2 separate regions of the Anas platyrhynchos genome follow, and region 2 is linked to region 1. The links are chromatin contacts, called in public Hi-C maps. All regions are on one chromosome and are shown on one strand. The core of a region is the stretch at or near the end of the contact, and the rest is flanking DNA. Distances in the headings are between cores, read along the strand shown. Region 1 overlaps KIF5B (kinesin family member 5B). Region 2 has its middle 30 kb from the start of KIF5B.

Region 1 (6,245 bases), core at 2,686-5,185:
CAGTCACTTAAGTCATCAAATGAGTTTTCTGGTATTAAACAGGTTTTAGAATTAAACTCACTTTCCCTTGTGAAAACCTTTAAATGACTCCAAGCAAGAAACAGCTTGGAGATACAAGGCCAAGAGTTTATTGAAGACTCAACAATTTTTTGACCCATTCTCCTACCGATTTTTGATTGAGTTCATCACTAAGCAGTTCATACTCCTTTGCCTTATCTTCTACTTCCTGAGACTTCTGATCATAATTGACAGCTAATTCTTCAAGGGCTTGTAGCACCTCTTTCACTTCCTCTTTAGAGGCATCATTTTCAGCCTGAAGGCGATTCAATTCTGCTTGCAGGTTGTCTTGGTCCCTTCTGGTTGATGCTAAAAGCTACAATGTTGATAGAGATTTATTTAAAACATGTCACCACCACCAAGAATTCTGCATTAACAAGTGAAATCTTAGTAATGCTTTCAACTGCTGTAACTGTCTATATCTGTATTTTTATGATGCCTAGCATAACAAAACAAGGACACTGAGGACAGATAAAAGAGAGGTACATTTATATAGAATTCTTCAGCTTCTGAAGTCTGCAAAATGGAAATGATTAAGGATGAAAGCACTTAAGACCAGCAACTGCAAATGTGCATGAAGAACCGCAAAAAGGTCAAACACTACTCAAGTCTGAAATTGTCAACAAGCTAGGGATTAAACTTTCAGCACTTTAACACTGTTAGCTGCTGAAGAATAGCTAGAACAAAACGAAGAGTTGATAAAGATGCAGGTTTAAGTAAAGCGCAAATAACAGCTCCAACTTCCTGAGTCCTAAATCCATTTCCTTCTTGCCCTACGCACCAAGATTTTTTTTTTTCATTTTATTTTTTAGACTTTGTAAACATAGAATTATTTGCTCTGATATCTTGGCAAAATGAAATTACTAGGTATTTTCCAATATATAATTAAGTTATATCACTGACAGCGTGCACATACAAATATTCTAGCAAGCGCAGCCTGAAGTAGCACTTAAATACTTCTCTTTTTATTAGGGACAATCAAATTCCACGCATACCCCCACCCACCATCTGTCAGTACAGCAATATTGACAAGAGTAAACCATAAAACATATTTCTTACAGTAAACCAAGGTTTCTTAAGTTTTGACAAACTGCTAGCTTTGTAAGAAGGAAACAAGAGACTGTGTCTTTGTTTAAAGATTTCGGTTCCTTCTGCCTTCATGGATACTCAAACCTTGAGTAAACTGACTCAAATGTAGCCAGAAGCACAGCACAAGCAGGGAGAATGAATAAGCAGATCATTTCAAGTCTGACTTAAAAAAAAACTATTGTACAGTAATAATCAACCATTTTACTCCCTAGTCGTAAACTACAGCCCATTCAGAACATCTCCAAAAGAAAAGTCAACAAAAAGCAGTACATAGACGCAAAAGCAAACTCACCTCTTCCTGATCCAACATTTGTGTTTTTAGTTTTTCTACTAGCTGGCTCTGCTGATTAATTTCTTCATCCTGCAGTTGAATTAAGACTGTGTTCAATACATTGACAAATATCACTGAGAAATAATAATCTAAGAGAAGGCAGCATCAGGCATCTACCCTTTCTAAATTCTGAGACCATTAGACAACTCAAAGCAATAAACATAAATATTTTTGAATCACAGGCTGATCCATTAACTTGGTGTATACATATAAAACACTATGGTTCAAGGACAAAATTATGCCTGTGCTTCTGCAAGTCTTCTCCAAGTTATTCCAGCTTCCAATAAATAAATCAGATATAATTAAAAGATTTTTCATATTCAGTATTACTGCTTTAGTTTGAAATTATGTTCAATGTATGCACATTTTATTTGAAAGTAAGTAACTTCCAAATACCTTTTTTATTCTTTATCTACTCATGGTTTTCCTCCTTTTGGTAGCATTAATCCAAACTATCAGCTTGGAATGGCATACACCCAGAAAGCAGAAAGGCTATTCAAGATTCTCATGAGCTTTTCCTTTTTTTTTTTTTAAAAAAAAAAAAAGTTTTTTTCCTCCTGTGTGCACTTTTGCATTCAGTACACTTTTTAGTACTTTCAGCAAAGTGGGGAAAGCATCTAAGAATGGATGCTCACTTAGTACCAGATGAAGCAATTTTGATATCTCTTAATTAGAACTTCAGAAATACAATAGGTGCTCTTTGCAAATATTTAAAGAAGCTGTGCTAACAAATGAAGACTGGCAAATTAAGCATTACATAATGTAGCTCAAGACATATTTCCGAGATGTCTTATATTAAATAAGAATAAGAATGGCATACCTTGTCATCCAGTTGTTTGTATAGTTTAGCGATTTCCTCCTCACATTTTCTTCTCTCAGCATCGGTGAAATTGCCAGTTACTCCAATTGTGGTTGCTGGTTTATCATTAACAATAGTAATATCCTTGTCCACTGCAAAAGCTTCTAAGTTGGCCTTCTCCTTGTCAAACTGTTCATCGACAGGTACAGTCTCCCCTTAAATAAAGGAATATAAAGTATTTTTACTTTGATAGGTAGACATCTTTACTGCTAAACTATCTACTTCCTATTTAAGAGTATTTGTTCAGTTTCACTTTTACCCCTTTATGTTCATTAACCCTTTTCTGATGAGAATACTTGACTGACTTCACATAAACGCCTCACACTTTAGTTAAGGCACTTCTCTGGTAAACTAACTACATTCCTTAGTGCCTTATTACAAAGCATTTTACACAGTCCTTGGATGATGTGGGCTCTTTCCAACATTCCAGTATCTTGTGTCAATATTCTTAAAGCATAATACTTAACTTTTCAGGTGTGGCCTCATACCATCTCTACACGAGACATGAAAAAAATCACATCCCACTCAACTTAAGTGAGACCCTTTTTTTTTTTTTCAGATCTACTTTAAAATGTGGTGCAGGAATTGTCTGCATGATTGCAAAGTCACCTTCTGAAGCTGTAAACTCCAGCATACATCTGTAAGTAGGGTCCACGTTCCTCTTTTTCTGAATTTATGGTTTCATAATTAACTTGCATTTTGCCAGACACTTCAATCAAAAAGAATTCAATCATTCAGAGAGGATGGACACGTATTATCTACTGTTAGCACTTTTTTTTTGTCTATAGAAGTATTTGAGCTATAAAAAAGAACAAAACCTTTTAAGACTGATGAGAATTAGAAACACAGGTAACTTTCATCAGTTTCTGGAATTACAATTAATATATATATTTATCTGGGAGAAGGAATTATATGTGTTTTTAATAGTTTAACTAGGTCCGGTTCTGCTAGTAAATCAACTATTGAAGAACCTAACACCAACATACTTTCAGACGTTTTTACCAGTATGTGATTATTAAAAGCCGTTCTAATGAAAAACAGAAAGCTCCAATGTCAACCTAATAATCTCAACCTAATATCCCATCATTAATATTCTTACTTCTGTCTGGCATGGGGTTCTTCAGTACTTTTCGCGTCTGCTTTTCTGAAATTTGCATAATACAAATTTCTTCTTACCATTCCGCCATCTGTTGAGTTCATTTTCTAGCCACTGTATGGTGTTCCGTAGAGTCTTGTTTTTCTCTTTTTCTTTCTCATACTTTTTCTTCCATTGTTCTGCAGTGAGCTCAACATTGACACAGACTGTGTTCTTAATGGTCTTTGCTCTACGTAGGAAGACAGACCACTGAAACTGTGTTTTTTGTTTTAATTATTTTTTAAGAAAAGAACGTAAGGCTTTTAAGTGAAACTCTCTCATATCACTGGTAAATGTGTAAGCAACTTCCACCTTTTCCAAAAGCTTGTCTCTACTCTGTGCCAATTTAATGTTCTTTCAGTTGGATAAATACAACCATTAATGGACTGAGTAATACAGTAAGCTTTACGACAACTGAACATCTCAAGCTTGTTGAGTTAGAAAAAGTTCAGCTGTATACTTTCACCAGAGCTGGGACTGTGCATATCTTTGAACGAAGGGCAGCATTTACCATATCTAACAAACATTTCTCCAACAGAGCATAATACGTTTAGGGTGTAAATAATCTAGCTTAAAGAACTGCTCATTTCACCTAAAAATCTAGTGACTAGATTTCCACTAAACAAAGAGGTATATGAGCTGTAAAGCTCAAATGCATTTAATTCAGGTGACACAAGGTCAGGCAAATCTCATCCAAATGCATCAGCTCTGGAAACAAAGCTACAAGTACTAATAAAACTATATGAAGTTAACATGTAGTTTTTACATCAGTGCTGTACCTTGCTTATCTCAGTAACTCTTATGTACTACCACCAAATAGCCCCCTCCCCAAAGATGAAAACAGAAGAAAACTTAATGGTAGTTAGGAATACACCCCAGCATCCAATATTATGACTCCGATACGGATCTTTTGCAAAGTCTCATTGGGACCAATTAGTGCTTTTCCTGCTAAGTTACGTAATATTTACTTAACCTTCATTTACTACTCCTGAGGGTTTCAGCATAAACTTAACATCCCCAGAAGGCTGAGATAATATATCAGACTAATGAAGGTGACTGAGATAGAAATATGCTCCTGCAGCTCCTCCAGAAGTCAAGAGCAAGGAACAGTGAATCTACAGAGCTACAGTTGGAAGACATTTCCTGATATCTTGTGCTAGAAATACTATGAGGAAAAGACTTCCTAGATACCAGAAGGAGACCAAACAGGAATTCCGCTGCTACAGAACACAGTCATTACTAAAACAGCTATTAAGTGCCTATATTCTGCCAGATTTTAAGGAGTTCCAAAGTCATCTAGTCTACTTTCCATTAGCAAAGTCTTCTCCAAAAAGCTGAAAACTGTATCATTGAACTAAAATTAAAGAAGTATACTAACAAAAAAAACAGATGAAGTAAATGAAATGCTGATAGCTTCTGTAATCTGCTCCAGTAAATGCAGTGATTAAGCCTAGCATTCAGAAACTGGAATATTAATGTGGAACGTTAATAGAAGTGTGGCAAAGACGACATGCCTAACCAGATATCAAATTCTGAGTAGGTACTTAAAAATTCAGTTACAAATTACATAGGAATTTACAAGTTTTTAACTCAAATGTTACTAGAACACTAAGACAGGAAACAGACTAGAAAATGTAATTCAGTATACTATAAAAGAAAGGGTAGCAGACAACAGGCTCTCCCTTATATCTTCCTGAATCCAAAACTATACACTAAACTGCATTTTGAGCCAAAATGCACATGGTCCTTCTTGAAATACTGGCTTCAGGATCCTGTCCAGTTTAAAGATGTTTGTATAGATCACAACACCTAGCCATGTGTGCACTGAAGAATTAAAGAAAGTAAACACTAACTAATTAGGTTTAGGAATCTTGACTGAGTAGCTTATTTCTCATTCTGCATTTATTTCTGAGTTTAGTAAGATCAAAATATTGAGGTACACTCACATGTGCAATCAATCAGCAGTTAAGATCCCAAACTCCACATTTTTTTTAAGAATGGACTTCGTTTATTGTTAGAGGTTTACTTTATCAGTTGTTGTTAGGCAGGATACACAACTGCACACACAGCGCTTAACTTTTCTTGCGAAATTCTGTTTCTTGTCCCTCTTATCTTTTAAGTCATTTACTCACCTTTGGCCAAAGAGAAGAGTAGATTTTGTTTCAGACTCATTGTATGAAGACGGAGAACAGCAAATAACAATAGTGGTTCTGCAATTACCCCCTAGTGAATCTTGAAGGATTCTAGTCATCTTGCTATCACGATACGGAACATAAGTCTACCAAGAAAACAGTTAAATGAATCAGTTACAGTTTTTCAGACGTGTTATTTACTTTGTTGAAGAGTAGTATTTTATCTAGGTATGGTCTCATTAGAAAGATTAAGTTCTACTTTAATTCATAAATCATGCAGCTTCATGAATTCACTATATTTGTACAGGATGACAAAGTCTTTTTATGTTTGCTAACTTCTAGAGTACAAAGAAATTTTTGGTGTGTTTAGGTCCCTTAAATGCAACTTTATTATTCATCAGTGACAACACAGTACAAGAGTAACATTTGTTTGCAATGTATTGGTGTAACTGGATTAGTTTAGAAGACTCCACACAAATCACTAAGATCAATGGAGAAATTCTTCATAATATATCATTCAGATACAAGCCTTTAACCTTGATGCATACAAAAACAAGAAGAAAACGCTTACACTGCTTTCAGCCAAAGCTGAGATGACATTTCCAAGAGCAGATAAAGACTTGTTGATGTTCTTGGCTTCAT
Region 2 (6,836 bases), core at 4,202-6,701, 49 kb after region 1:
TTGACTGAAGAAATGCAAGATTATGTCCTCTGCTGTAGTTCTGGTGCATAAATGCTGTCTTTCCTCCCACGTTGGATCTACCTTCGTCTCATACAGAACTGTCCATTTGCTGACTGGATGTGTATTTTTATACAAAAGAAGAGAGTGCTTTTTGCTCTGAACCTAGAGCTATCTATGCAATATAGCCTCAAGGCTTCAAAGCTGAGGGTTTTGAATTCAGTGTAGGAGGTTGTTAGTGCAGAGACAGGCTGTTCTGATCAGCTGGAGCAAAGAAATGTTACTTACCAGTAGCTGTCGCTCTTGGGATGTATCATCCATGTGTGTACTCATGCTGTAGGTGAACATCCACTTGTGACGCAGATAGCAGAGACTCAGCCCACATCATCTTCCACCGTGTAGGGGCACTCAGCCCCTGCCCTTCTCACAGCCGTACAGGAGTGATGCCTGAGCCCTCAGCTCTCAACCAGCACCCACAGGAGGCTCACCGAGGAGTAGAGGGTGGGTAGTGATTGTTCAGACACCACAGAATTTCAAAGGTGTAAATAAAATCCAGGAAAAATGTCTTAGGGGAGCCAGCCTGGCCTCCAGCTGCCACTCAGAACAGCACAGTTCTGCTGCTGTGATATCTCAGTCCGGTGGAGACCGTCCTGGGATTCCCAGACTCTGTCAAGGGACAAAATGCCCTGGTCAGTCAACCAAACCAAGCAGCTGAAAGAAGGGTGACTCCTAATAACTTTTGTTTCGTTTTGTTTGGTTGGTTTTGTCCTATAAGACTGTCGAAACCATCTGGATTGCTGTGCTATTTTCTCTGATCTCTGAGATTTCCAGGTCCTACAAGAGTCCAGGGAGGCTCATCGGAGCTCCCAAGACCCTGACTGTCCAGAAGTGGCACCTTCAAACCTTAAAAAGGTCCGCTCTGCCTCTCCACGAGGGCATTGCAGCGATTTATACAAGCCAAAGCAGACAACGTGCACTGTTACAGGCAGGTAGGGAAGACTTGTAAGACCTGTCATAACTGTATTTATATACTCACTCTTCCTGTGCACAGTGGTGGCTGGGTGTAACTGTAAATAAGGCTTGGTTTCATCTTGAGTTCAACGTGGCAAGGTTTCCCTGTTGCTTAGGCAGCGACTGGCCTTGCATAGCAGTGCGCTGAGACACAGGAGAATGACAGCTGCCAAGGGCAGCCAAGGGCTTTGTGTTCTCAGGAGGGTAGCTGCAGTTTAAGTGTTTTCCATCTCACTGCTGTGCTACTTTTACAGTGTAATTTCCTCTTGAAAATCAAAACTACTTCATTACAGTGTACCCACACATTCAAATCAATAAGATCTTAAGCTTAGTGCTTGAAACCTGGAGCACTTTCTATGCTTCAGCATCAGATTTTAGGTTTTAACATCAGTTAATTTTCTCATTTGAGCAATACCATTTTACCCCAGATCTGGCACAGGTAAGGAAATAATCCAGCACTATAAAGGGAAATCTTGGGATGCCTTCTGCTGATGCTCAGAAGACCCCGGCTCCCATTCATTTACTTCATTCCAGTTTTTCATTTTATGCAGCTGTGTGTTCTGCATAATTAAGTCACAAAATTAAGGCGTGGTGAAGACATGGTGATGGTTACCTGTTTTGTTTGTTTGTAAACACCACCACTAGATGCAGCAACCCCAGTGGCTCTACAGGGAAGGACACAGGCTGCAAGAGAGAAATGTTCAGCAGAACCCCTGGAAGCATGTCTGTGTGCACATCCTTCAGAGGGTAACTGTGCTGCCTTGAACTCTGCGAGCAGTGACATACCAACGCGATGCCTTTTTATTTGATTTGATGTGATTTGATGGGTAATCTTTTGGGGAAAATGTTTCCTAGGGGAACACCGAGCCCTGCTGGCAGAGGAGATGCTGCTCCTTGTGGAGGAGGATTGTGCTGGCCAGCTGGTGGAGGACCAGCTCCTCTGCTGTGGGGGACGTCCCTTCAACAGGTTCTCTGTGACCTCCCAGTTGGGTATGGGGCTGGGAGCCCCTGGCACCCAGCAAAGGGCAAGTGGCAGTGGCCGCTCCTGGTGAGCTCTGGACTTAACGGGGAGCTGTAATCTAGCAAGGCCTGCTGCTCCTCAGAAGTTGTACCTTGTCTCCATGACCAACAGGAGCTCCCAGGCCAAGGCCAGGGAATCTCCAGGCCTTAAACAGATCAGCTCATGCTTCTGAAAGCTGTTCATAGTTTCAGTTCTTAGTGAAGTCAAACACAGAGAAATCCCTTCCCCAAACAGAGATGTGATTTTGTTCCTTTGACAAGTAGCAGCTCCTGCACAACTCCATTCCTGCTGAGTGTGGACCAGGACCACCTTCCTCCCCCTGTGCTAAGAGAAATGCCATTTTGAGCCCAGAGGAACATTTAAGCTGCAAAGAATTCTCTGAGATGAAACAAAATTAGAAGTAATGATATCAGCAAATGTGTATTTGTATTCTGTGCTGGCCTCAAACCTTATTTAACTTTTAACCAGCTTCATTATAAGAGTGCTTGTATTCAAGATCAACCTTGCAAACACAACAGGAACCCATCAAAAGGTCTTAAGAGCTCCAATTTCTGAGTAAATATGTGCTAAAGAAGCTGGTTTCAAGAGTGTTGTTTTCAAAGTAATTAATGTTTAACCTTTATGCAACATAAAAGATGGCTTATTTTTCAGAAGTTTATATTAGTTTTTAAAGAAATGTAATATATATGGCAAACTCTATCTATGATGTTAACGTAGGCAACAGTAACATCCTGGTATAATTTCCTTTTTTTTTTTTTTTTTAATTCCAAGTATAGCTTATGCACAATATTTTTGTGGCACAAGATAATTTCATACTATATTAGCTGTATAAGGAATGCTTACAGAAAATGAAATAGTTTTCATTGCTAGAGCTCGGCACCAGGCTTATGTGAGTTAATTGTAATTAGAGAATACTAACTTGTCCATGAAGCATCCTGGATTCCCCAACCACTCCTGAGGATGTGTTCAAGCCTTAACTGATGTTAGCATGTGGCTGGGATAGTGCCTTCTGGAAGTAATCACTGGCTGAACTAGAGCCCATTCAGAATGAAATCCTGTTCTGTTTTACAAGTCAGCATGCTGAGAAACAGTTCTGAGAAACAGCTGCTGATTTCACAAAAATAAGAATATAAGGAAGATCAGTAGGGAATGGTGATCTACTCTAAGTTCTGTCAGCAGATCCTGAGGCCAGGAGGGACTTCTGGAGGCCTGACCCCCCCTGCTCAGTCAGGACCACCCAGAGCAGGCTGCCCAGGACCATGTCCAGGCGGCTTTTGAGTATTTTCAGGGATAGAGACTCTGCAACCTCTCTGGGCAGTCTGTCCCAGGGCTAAGTTATCCTAATACTGAAGAAGTATTTCCTGATCTTCAGACACAGCTCCTGCAATGCCATTGCCTCCTGTCCCGTCACTGGGCACCATGTCCTGCCGCACTGCATGTGCCACAGGGCTGCCTTTCAACCTGCTTTAAGGTTTCCTTTTGAGGAACAGCCAGTCCTGAGTTAAGCATTTCTAGGGATCACAGACCCCCAGGCTGCTGGTAATTCTAAGCACAAATGAGCGTACCTGCCTAATTACACAGGTGCCTGGTAGCTTGAGGGGCCTCCTCTTACCCTGCTGTAAGTTCTCCTTGTAGGCACTTGGAGACTGTGCTCAGGCCAGCACAGTGTGTGGAGTGAAACGGGCTGAGCTCACAACTCTCTCACCATCAGGTGTGTTTCTTGTTCTTGGATATTCCCTGAACCCTTTGGAGTACAGCATTACCCCGTGTGGACGGCAGCTGCAGCACACTGCCAGCAGCTGAGCCAGTGCCAGGCCCTGCTGCAGGGCCCTCACAGCCCCCTGTGAAATAAACAAATTAAAGCTCCTACACACATGAATTAACTCACAGGAAACAAGTGCAGGTCCTCATTGCAACGCATCTCCCATACCAGCGGACGCAAGCCAGGCCATTTTGCAGTGTCAAACACCTCACAGCCCCCGAGCACACCACGGCTTCTGACACAGGAGCCTGCTGCTGGGGCTTGGCAGGAATCCCTGATGGTGTGCTGGGACTGTATGGGGTGAAATCCTTCTAAAAATTGGTTTGTGGTGGACTGTGAGCTCACAACTGTCTTTCCTGACACCCACGTACAGAAATGATTTTAGCTTTTACTAGGTCTTCTGACTACTTGCCATCGGTTATTTCAGCTATCCACGCTGTAGAACCTGAACGTGAGCTTAGATGACAAACTAAGCTGAAGACAAGAGCGTGATCTCTTTTAGAAATAATCTGTATTCAACAAAAAAGCAATAGGCAGGAGAGAAAACGCAGTTTCCCATTTTACTTAGTGATGCCTTAGCAGAAGGGCAGGGAGATGAGATGGGAGCAGGCCTGATCTGGCCATCGTGGCTGCCCTGAGGGATGCCAGCAGTCAGCTTATAACAGGGAGAGGCACAAGTTTAGGAACAAGTTTAGGAATGTTTTGGGCCAAATCTGTACTGGGGAAAGCTTCTGTAGGGCTAATTCATGATTCCAGCTTGGTTAAGATATGAGCAGCCCCAGAGAAGCTGTACGTAGACTTCTAATAACACACGCATATTGCACTTATGCTAGCTCCTTCAGGACATGCTTTTTAAAATATGTATATATATATTTTTAAAATATGTATATATATATTTATATAATCAGCTTGCAGCAAGATTGGAGACTACTTGCCTGTTACCACAAACAGGAATTCACAGGACCAGTCATCCATGCTTGGGATGGGTGAATTCTGCATACAAACACCTGAACATGCTTACATTCAAAAACCAGAAAAGAATTACAAAACTAGTTCTAAGTCAGAGAAGCTTTGGTAGGTTAATAAAATTTTATGATTTTTTAGCTTCTAGCTAATTTGCCCATTGCTACCACTTGCTAAATAGCAGTTCCAGCCACTGCCTGTATTCAGGTAATACATGGTTTATAAAATGGAATGGAAATTGCTCTCTCTGTATCCCTGACCATGGGACTTCCCTGACCAGCTCCAAAATGGGAAGTCTCTCTCCTTGGAGAGCATGTACTGATTTCTTTCAGTGTATTGAGGGGGTGATTCTTCCAGATGTGATGAAGTGTGACAAGAGGCTAGAAATGCCCTAACAGAACTTAGGATGTGGGTGGCTTTTCTGTTGCATAAGCAGATGATGACATGAGGACATGGAGCACTTACCCAAAACAAAGAAGGAAGAACAGTTAATGCTCAAATGTATTCTTTCTTTTTTTTTTTTTTTTTTAATTGAAAAAATAGCCCCAGTTATACTTGAGAATTGCAGCTAAGTTTCTAGCACTGCTCCAGAAATCTCAGCCAGGAGCTAGAATTTGGTTTTGCTGCTGCTGTTTTAGACTGCCACCTAACGGTGATGGCTAAGCTCATTGCTCAAGCTGCCCTGCTTCCTGCTCTGTGCTGCACAACGAGTACCTTCAGCAGCCACAGAGCTCAGACTGCCAAGGACTAGCGCTAGTACGCAGATCTCTGCAAGAAGCAAACCTTCCTTTCTCAGTGATCCTTCTGAACGACTCTTGTTCTAGCTGTACCTCACCAACATACTAACGTGCTGGACTCCTCCAGCTTTGTCTCCGGTGCACTTCCAACACACAGGCTGTTTTTTAATTCATTTTTACAGAATTGGACTGCGTGGATCAGTCCTAACTGGTCTGGCTCACTAATTGCTTGGGACACCTTTATCCTAGAACATTATTCTTGTAGATTACTGAAGCTTACTACTTACTTTAAAATAGGTACTCACTTCGCTTTATGAACTGTGGTAGGTAATCTAAACAGAACAATCAACAGCAGGTTTGTTTCTGGTTCTTTCCTCCTTCTGACACAGATCAGCAGCCTGTGCTCCTTTGCTCAGTCCTGGCTTTCTCCTCTTACTGGCAGGGAAATAACTTTGCATAAATTACTTACCTAACAGATTTTAATTCTCTTTTTTCCCCAATGGATTTTTTATTTACATCTTGGGAACCTTTGGAATAAAATCAGTTCTTTGTGTTCGACTCCCTTCTCCAATAAAAAGTTAAGAACAAACAAAAAAGAAACGAAAAAAAAAAACAACAACAACAACAATAGATTTGTTTGTCCCATTCCTTGCACACTGACTTCCCAAGACACATGCATGGAAAACAAAAATAAACTTTACTATCCCCTAACTTTCATATGCAAATAAGTAAAAATTTTAATAAGAAAATTTTAGTAAGAAATACCCTAGTAAGAAAACCAGCAATATTGCAAGGTACTGTTTTAATCTGCACTGTTTTAATCAGTTTGCATAGGACTCAAGTCATCTCTTAAGCAGAGGACAAGTCTGAAACATGCCATTAATCTCTCATGGCTACATTTTTATCCCCTGCATATAAAGTATATTTGAAGTTTCAGCTATTTGAGAGCTTACACAGCTTGCTTCCATCATTACTTTCTCTGAAGCACCAGGCAATTATTCAGTCTGCAGGTAACGGTTTGTGTTTGTCTGTATGGACTAATCCATCAGTATTAATACAAACTATTTCTGGAATTCACTTCTCCCGGTGTTCATTCTGCCATTTGTTCACCTGTATCTGGCAGTAGCTCATAGCAAGACTTCAGAAAAACGCTCCCAAAATTTAGGGCAGTTCATTTCGTCATTACATTTAAATGAAAATTCCAAATTATCAATTAGCTCACTTTCATGATATAGAACTTTTGCTTCCAGCACAGAACTATACAGCAATCCATTCTTCCCATGCTTGCACTTTTATATTCTCAGCAATGCACTTAAGAAACAGTTGGCGGCCAACTCCTTAACCT

The links. Hi-C and Micro-C count contacts between places; a contact is called where the count stands out from the background.
Region 2: a Hi-C map of liver shows a contact between it and region 1, with 2.0 times the contacts expected there. The contact joins two enhancer-like sites. A contact is called at or near these places in 2 of 8 Hi-C or Micro-C datasets (liver and subcutaneous adipose tissue).

What each region holds. Positions count from the first base shown.
Region 1 is chr2:144,407,961-144,414,205 of IASCAAS_PekinDuck_T2T, forward strand. It overlaps KIF5B (kinesin family member 5B), which reads right to left. Exons shown (of 26, transcript XM_027450543.3): 9 at 6,175-6,245; 10 at 5,604-5,749; 11 at 3,513-3,661; 12 at 2,298-2,491; 13 at 1,439-1,507; 14 at 167-373. Among named protein-coding and RNA genes, the nearest start is that of KIF5B, 18 kb to the right of the region's middle. Within about 2 kb of position 3,936, at least 1 of the 8 cell types and tissues checked has an H3K27ac peak or open chromatin away from gene starts, as enhancers often do.
Region 2 is chr2:144,455,615-144,462,450 of IASCAAS_PekinDuck_T2T, forward strand. No RefSeq gene overlaps it. Among named protein-coding and RNA genes, the nearest start is that of KIF5B, 30 kb to the left of the region's middle. Within about 2 kb of position 5,452, at least 3 of the 8 cell types and tissues checked have an H3K27ac peak or open chromatin away from gene starts, as enhancers often do.